Regions from separate parts of the Rattus norvegicus genome. Here region 2 is linked to region 1. Evidence: chromatin contacts called from public HiChIP or PLAC-seq data. All regions are on one chromosome and are shown on one strand. Each heading gives the region's core, a stretch centred on a gene start, on an enhancer-like site or on the middle of the called end of the contact. The rest is flanking DNA. Distances are from core to core; before and after follow the strand shown. Region 1 overlaps Fyn (FYN proto-oncogene, Src family tyrosine kinase). Region 2 holds the start of Rev3l (REV3 like, DNA directed polymerase zeta catalytic subunit).

The links. HiChIP or PLAC-seq counts read pairs in DNA pulled down with a chosen protein or histone mark.
Region 2: an H3K27ac HiChIP or PLAC-seq map of oligodendrocytes shows a contact between it and region 1, with 9 times the contacts expected there. The contact joins the promoter of Rev3l here to the enhancer-like site in region 1. A contact is called at or near these places in 6 of 12 Hi-C or Micro-C datasets (the A7r5 cell line, frontal cortex, hepatocytes and 3 more) and 1 of 1 datasets of contacts at active chromatin or transcription factors (oligodendrocytes).

What each region holds. Positions count from the first base shown.
Region 1 is chr20:44,500,220-44,503,506 of GRCr8, forward strand. It overlaps Fyn (FYN proto-oncogene, Src family tyrosine kinase), which reads left to right. Exons shown (of 14, transcript NM_012755.2): 13 at 1,669-1,800. Among named protein-coding and RNA genes, the nearest start is that of Traf3ip2, 64 kb to the right of the region's middle. Within about 2 kb of position 1,957, at least 34 of the 93 cell types and tissues checked have an H3K27ac peak or open chromatin away from gene starts, as enhancers often do.
Region 2 is chr20:44,684,875-44,688,403 of GRCr8, forward strand. It overlaps Rev3l (REV3 like, DNA directed polymerase zeta catalytic subunit), which reads left to right and starts at 2,066. Exons shown (of 32, transcript NM_001083966.1): 1 at 2,066-2,521. The coding sequence starts at 2,383. It overlaps LOC134483824 (a long non-coding RNA gene), which reads right to left and starts at 1,588. Exons shown (of 2, transcript XR_010060889.1): 1 at 1-1,588.

The DNA.
Region 1 (3,287 bases), core at 707-3,206:
TGGTGTGCTGTATTTAAAACAAAATGTAATTGCTGTAATTTATCACATCTGGCTATTAAACCTCCATAATTTAAAGATTGGAATCATTTGCCACTTTTGCACACAGTGACTCTTCACAGATGATGCTGTGACAGTTCTGATTTGTATCAGCCTTTGTGTGCGTTTTAGCAGCTCCTAAGCGTAATTAGCATGGCTTAAGCATGTTATTGTGTGCCTAACCAATAGAAAATCCTTGTGTGTGTTTTTTCCCCTTTGGTCTATTCAAGAAATGCCCAGAACTGCTTTATGGTTGCTGACCCTGATACGAAAATGCAGGCTACTAGAATGTGGGTCTGTCCACATCCTCCTAACTGGATGAGCAGGGCGGGCCGTGCCTTTCCTTTAGATGTGGAAAAAAGAGGATTCTCCTAATGATCAAAGACACTTGAAAGATGCAGTCCTACTGCCTTTGAGGGAGTTTAACACGTGTGTGTGTGTGTGTGTGTGTGTTCATTTGAATAAGAATGGCCCCATAGGCTCATGTATTTGAATGCTTAGCCATCAGACTCATAAGCTATCATCAAGGCATGCCCTGTCTAAAACTTATTCTGTTGAACCCTCTGGCTGGTAGGAGAAAGGAAGGAGGAAAGTGGTCATACAGTACACTGTATGAAATAAAACATCCCAGGAATAAAGATGGCCGCCGTGGAGAGAACGGGTGGAAGGAAGGGAAAAATCAGCCACAGCCAGGATCATTTCCCCACGGTGTGTGTAAGAAACATCCCAGTGTAATGGGCAGGCTACATCCATTCGCTCCACCCTAAGGGAAGCTGGGACTTCTGTGGATTTGTGGCACCTCATAAGACCAATCTATGACTTTATATACCAGAGGACACGAGAGAACAGCATGATGATCTAATCCCGCGTGTAGTTATTAAAATAGAGCATTGTCTGAGAGATACATGGGCGTATTCATATGTACATACTTACTGTCTTAGGCACTGTTCTGTGGCTGTGAAAGATACCATGGCCAAGGCAACTCTCAGAAAGGAAAGCATTTAGTCAGGGCCGGCTTACAGTTCAAAGGCTCAGTCCCTCGTCATCATGGTGGGAACGGTGGGAGCGTGCAGTCAGATACGGTGCTGGAGAGGTGGCTGAGAGCTCCACATCCAGGCAGCAGGAAGAGAGCCACTAACTAGCCTGCCTCGGGCTCCTAAAAGCTCAAAACCCAGTGGCACACTCCATCAATAAGGCCACACCTACCCCAAGAAAGCCACCCTCCTCTAATAGTTCTAAGAAGTGCCACTCCCTGTCCCTGTTGACTAAGAATTCAAATGCACAAACCCCCGGGGGCCATTCTTACCAAATCAAAGCGCGAATTTCCTGAGTCACACATTGTGATCCGAGGAGTTGTGTTCATGAAACAAGCTCTTCCGTTTACTGACAAGCTCTTCCCTTTACTGACATTAATATTAAGGCTTTCAAAGACCAACTCATTGAAGGGAGATTTAAAGTGATTTTCTTGAAGTCACTGAGCCAGGCCCAAGGTGTACCCGCTATTCCTTCCCTATCTTCTTCCTGTCCTCGTCTCCTACCCTGTCCCCTGCAGATGACTTTCCAATACTTTGCCTTCCCTCTCCACCCAGCACAGGCACTCACGAGTAACCAGGTCTCCGTTCCGTTCCGCAGGTGCAAAGTTTCCCATTAAGTGGACAGCCCCCGAAGCGGCCCTGTATGGAAGGTTCACAATCAAGTCTGACGTGTGGTCCTTTGGAATCTTACTCACAGAGCTGGTCACCAAAGGCAGAGTGCCGTACCCAGGTAAGCACACAGACCTGAGAAATGGGCGTCCTCTGGGCTCGGCTTTAGCCTCGCCTTACAGGAGTCCTGTCCAGCTGCCCTCCTAAGCCCTGTGCTCAGCCTTCTGCCGAGGTGTTTAGCCAGGGGAATGCAGAACTTAGAATTGCCGTGACCTGTTCACCAACCTTGATGTGCTAAACAGCTGGTATCCAGTTCCAGTCCCCTGAGGTCATGGAGTATGTCCTGTCTCAGTAGGTGCATGTGTCATGACTCCATTGGCAGGGCCTGTGCCCAAATAGGGCTTGCAGATGTCTGAGAAGGAGAGACGCTTCTGTTGCTTCTCGAGCACGCTGTAGCACTGACCCACACAGCAAACCTGGATTGAAGAGGCCAGAGTCTGCTCTCGGAGGCTCCAGGTCCAAGTGGCCCTGGAGCAGAGGCACAGGAAAGACGCTTTAGACTGACCAACCCGTTCTCTGTTGTTGAATGGCCAAAATATACAAGGAGGGTGGGGGGTGAATTGTGAAGGAGCGGGGGCCTCTGGGAGCCTGCAGTTGTTCTGGGCTATCAGATGCTCTTTCTCTGAAGAAGATGTGGGTTAAAGTTATCCATGCTTAAATTCATTAACTTAGCCAGACGGAGACAGAAAGGACACGCGCCATTTCTCCTCCACACTTTACTGGTTTCAGTGCAGGGACGATCTGCTTTGTGAAATGTTAAGGACATATTTTTCAGTTACTGCTGAGCAAAGAAAGAGCATAGCTGGCGCACCCTCCGTTCCCTGCCTTTTAGAAAGGGGCTTTTAAAAAGGAAGAAAAGGGAAAGCCCACGGTGGCGAGCCGATGGTGGAGATTAATGAGGAATGTAGGTCTCTTGCAAATCCGGGGCTTGTAATCATATCTCTGCAGTCGGAGGAGCCAGCGAGAGCCGATTAATTTGTAATCCCTTTGTTCATTCTGTCTGATTGTTTCTGGTCATCGTCATAAAGAGCCTCTCTGTCTAGGCTAGCACAGCCTCAAGACCTCTAAGGGAGGAAGCTTGGCACCGAGGCAGAATTAACAAAGTGCCCGTCTCTGAAGCCCCAGCCCCAGCATTGGGAGGTGTGGGTGTGTGAGTCTGTATTATTGCTGCTGCCGCCGCTGCTGTTTTGCTGCTGCTGCTGCTGCTGCTGCTGCTGCTGCTGCTGCTGCTGCTGCTGCTGCTGCTGCTTCTTCCAGCATGCACAAGTGGGCAGACACTCTGGGAACAGTCAACCGGCAGAGAAGAAAGGGCTGCCCAGGAGGGGGTGGGGCCCAGCATGGGTGCTTTTGAATTGCTTCTCAAGGATGAAAATATACCATCTCCAGGTTTTAAAGATGAGAAGGCCCTTTTTAAAAAAAAATTATTATTGTCTACATTTTGAACTAATTTCTTCCTGATCTCCCCAGGTTTATAGACACCCGGTGTGTTAAAAGCAATCACGGGAAAAGGTTAATGTTGTTTTTTGCATTTCCGTGAAGCCTCCTCTT
Region 2 (3,529 bases), core at 816-3,315, 180 kb after region 1:
CCAAATAAATTCCACGCTCCGTCACCCTAATATGTGATTTAGTTGTGACAAAATATTAAAATTATCAAAAATATCCTAAGTTCTACAGGACATTATAGAAATCACTGATGTTGTCCATCTGACATTGTACCAAAAACCATACACTGCAGACGAACCCAAGGCTTGTGTGGGGGAGTCATATTTTAAAATCACTTTTATAGTCTTCTAATACTTAAAATCAATTTTTAAAATTTCCCTGTACTATGGCTGTTAGTAGGTTACACTCTAGTCTTGCCACTTATTATGATGCCCTTGAGGCTAATTTACTGTATTGATCAGTCTCAAATCACTCTAAGCATAAATTCATATTAACATTTATGTTATAGAATGCTGCTTTCTGCGAAGTGTCCCTTCAAGCCTTTTGATTTTATGTGAAAACCCACAATGACTGCGAGCAGAAGCTCTCACCCCACTCCAAATACAGGGCAATATAACAAGCAGTAAAATGCACCTGTATAATTTTGTAAGTGGGACAGAATGAGCTCTACTTTGGATGGATAATGACTGTCAAGTGTCCTAGTTCCACAGGCAAATTTCAAAGCTGAAACCGTAGTCTTTGCTTCCTGTTACTTTAATCTTTTTGGTTGGGGCGGAGGGGAGGGGGAACGACAACCCACAAAGATTAGTTTTTAAGAGGGGGCCCTCGTTTTACACGTGAGAAAACCTAAAGAAACCAAATTATTAGTCCGAGGTCACGCCCAACATTAGTGACCAAGCCAAACAAAACCCAAAGGTTCTAATTTGACGTCCAAACCAGCAGCATCTGTTCTCCCCCCCCTCCCCGCCCTGCACCCCTCAATCCCTTACTGCACCAGTACCATGTCCGTTCAGGCTCCAAATAAAGTTGGTTTTTATTTTATTTTATTTTATGCCCTACCCCACCCACTTTTTCTTCTGTGTCAACCCGTAGTAAAATCTTGCACTACGAGTGAATGAAAACACGCCGACTTTCCCTTTTGCCAACATTTTTTCTGAAAGGCTCCGAGGGCTGCCGCGAGAGGAGTGGAGGTTGGGAGGTGACTAGTCTTTCGGTGTACTCGCTCGTGCCGAGTGGGGTGTGTGTGTGCAGCCTGCGCGGCCGGGGGCTGGGGGGGAAACCCATGGTGGTTGTCCTAGCGCGAGAGGAGCAGGCAGAGCGGGGAGGGAGAAAAACACCACGGTGGGAAATCCCGTGCTGTGTGTATCTGCCCAGCCTGAGCAAGGAAGGAAGGCTGGGCAGGGCCGCGCGTGAATAAATTTCATTAAGTGGCCGGGCGCAGACACTGCAGCACCGCAGAAGAGGAGGAGGGCGAGGCGGGGCGCGAGGCTCGCCCGGGGTGGGGGGAGAGGGAGGGGAGGGCGGAGGAGGGAGCGAGCGCCAGGGCGGCCTTTTATAGGCCGAGGCCCGCACGCCCCCGCCCCTCGCGCTGGCTCCGACTCCAGCTCTGCCGCCCTGTTACCTGAGAAGGGCCGGGCACGTCCAGCGCCCCGCCCGGCCCGCCCTCCCTCCCTCCCTCCTTCCCACCCTCCCGCGAGGCCCGGGCCGCAGGAGATCTACGCCGCGCCTCCCTTCTCCCGCGGGCGGCTTCCCTTACCTTGTGAAAACAAAACAAAAACTATCCTCTCCGCGGCAGCCCCCGCCTCTTCCATAAGATGTGAAATGGCGGTCGGCGAGGCGAACTCCAAGAGCCGCCAAACCCCTGCGCCCCTCTGAGCCTATCCATGCTATCGGCGCTCCCCCGGCCCCGCCGCAGTGACCCTGCCCACCGGCCGAATCATCGATTCCTCGGCGCGCGCCGCGCGGCCCGGCTTCCCGCCAGCCTCTTCCCTAGCCGCGCCTCCGGGCTGGGGAAGAACACCTCGCCCCCATCCCCAATCCGTTGCCCCCGACTCCAAACCCCTGGGCGCGCACCCGCCCGCCCGCTCGCCTCCTCCCCCGACCGTCGCCGCTCGCGTGCGCGCGCGTGCGCGCACACATTCCCTCCTCCCCTCCCCCAGTGGTTGCGTCCGTGACATCATCATCATGGCAACAAGAGCTGCAGCCTGGGACCGAGGAGCCCGTGTGATTCCCGGCGGCGGCGGCCGTGGCGGCAGCAGCAGCGGCACCACCCGACCCGACGACCGCGCGAGGGTTTCTCTCCGGCTGCCTCTTGCCGGGAGCGCCTGAGGAGGCGGCGGCAGCCCACAGTCCCCGCAGCCTCTGCGCGCCGCCGCTCGTCTCGGCGTCCGTGCGAGGGGCGGGGGGCGGGGAGGTGGGGGAAGCCGAACCGAGGAGGAAGGGGAGGAGGCGCCTGTGCGGAGCCCGCCGCCGCCGCTGCTGCCAGGTCGCTGAGTGGAGGGGAGGCGGTGGCGGCGGCGGCGAACATGTTTTCTGTGAGGATAGTGACTGCCGACTACTACATGGCCAGCCCGCTGCCGGGGCTGGATATCTGCCAATCCCCCCTCACCCAGCACCCTGTCAAGAAGGTGCCGGTGGTACGAGTCTTCGGGGCGACCCCGGCAGGTAAGCGGGAGCGGGCGGGAGCGGGCGGGAGCGCGAGCGCCGGGGTCGTCTGGGCTGCCCTCCCCGCCGCGCACTCGCGCGCACGCCGCCGGCCCTCTCCGGGGTCGCTGCGGAGTCTTCCCTCCTCTCGGCTTTGCTCGCCTTCTCTCCCGCGCGTGACAGGAGGCGCAAAAAAAATGTGGGTTCGCGCGAGCGCTGCGCCCCCATCCGCGGCAAAGAGGCGGCGGGCGCTCGGTCTCTACTCTGCGAGCGGCGGGCGGGCGGGCGGGAGGGCTGGAGTCCATCTCTCCGTGGGTCGGGTGGCTGCGCCTGGTCCCCAAGGACGAGTTCGCGGGTCCTTAGAGGTCGGTCGCCGGTGAGGACCTCGGTCACTCGCTGTGTGTCCCTAGTGCCCCGTTCTAGAAATGGCTTTGAGGGCAGAGGGGAAGTGTCAGGCGTGTTGTCAGTCCTCTCCGTCGCCTCTGTTCACCCTCGCTCTCCTCTGCCCCTGCCGGAGATGCTGTGGCTGTAGAAAGTGGCGCCCGGGGCCAGATAATCTTTCTCATTGAAGTGACCATGTGGCTCTTCTGTGAGTGCAGGTCGTGACTGCTTAGAGTTTAATGTCTCGGCAGGGACAGAGCGGCATCCTCAGGTGCAATGCTTTCAGGAAATGTGCATCCGTGGAGATAGGAACTACGTGTTTGTATCGCCCAACATAAAATGTAACACCTAATGTGGGGGGCGGATTCGTTAGGAAACACAGCCAAGCTCAGCAGCATAGACATTTTAGAAAGCCTCCAGGCTGGGTTGCAGGGTTGCATTTTAAAAATAGATTTAAAAAAAAAAAAGCCATTTTGAAGAAATGGTTGCGGGGGGGGGGGAATGACAAGCTATGTTCTGGAACGCTCTTTGGGATTTATAATCTAAATAGGATAGAGGCCAAATAGACAAGGCTTTTGTGTTTTTATTTTCCAGTTTTGCTTCTTTTTACATGCTTTAAACCGTTAACATGAAATGATAAAGCCGTAT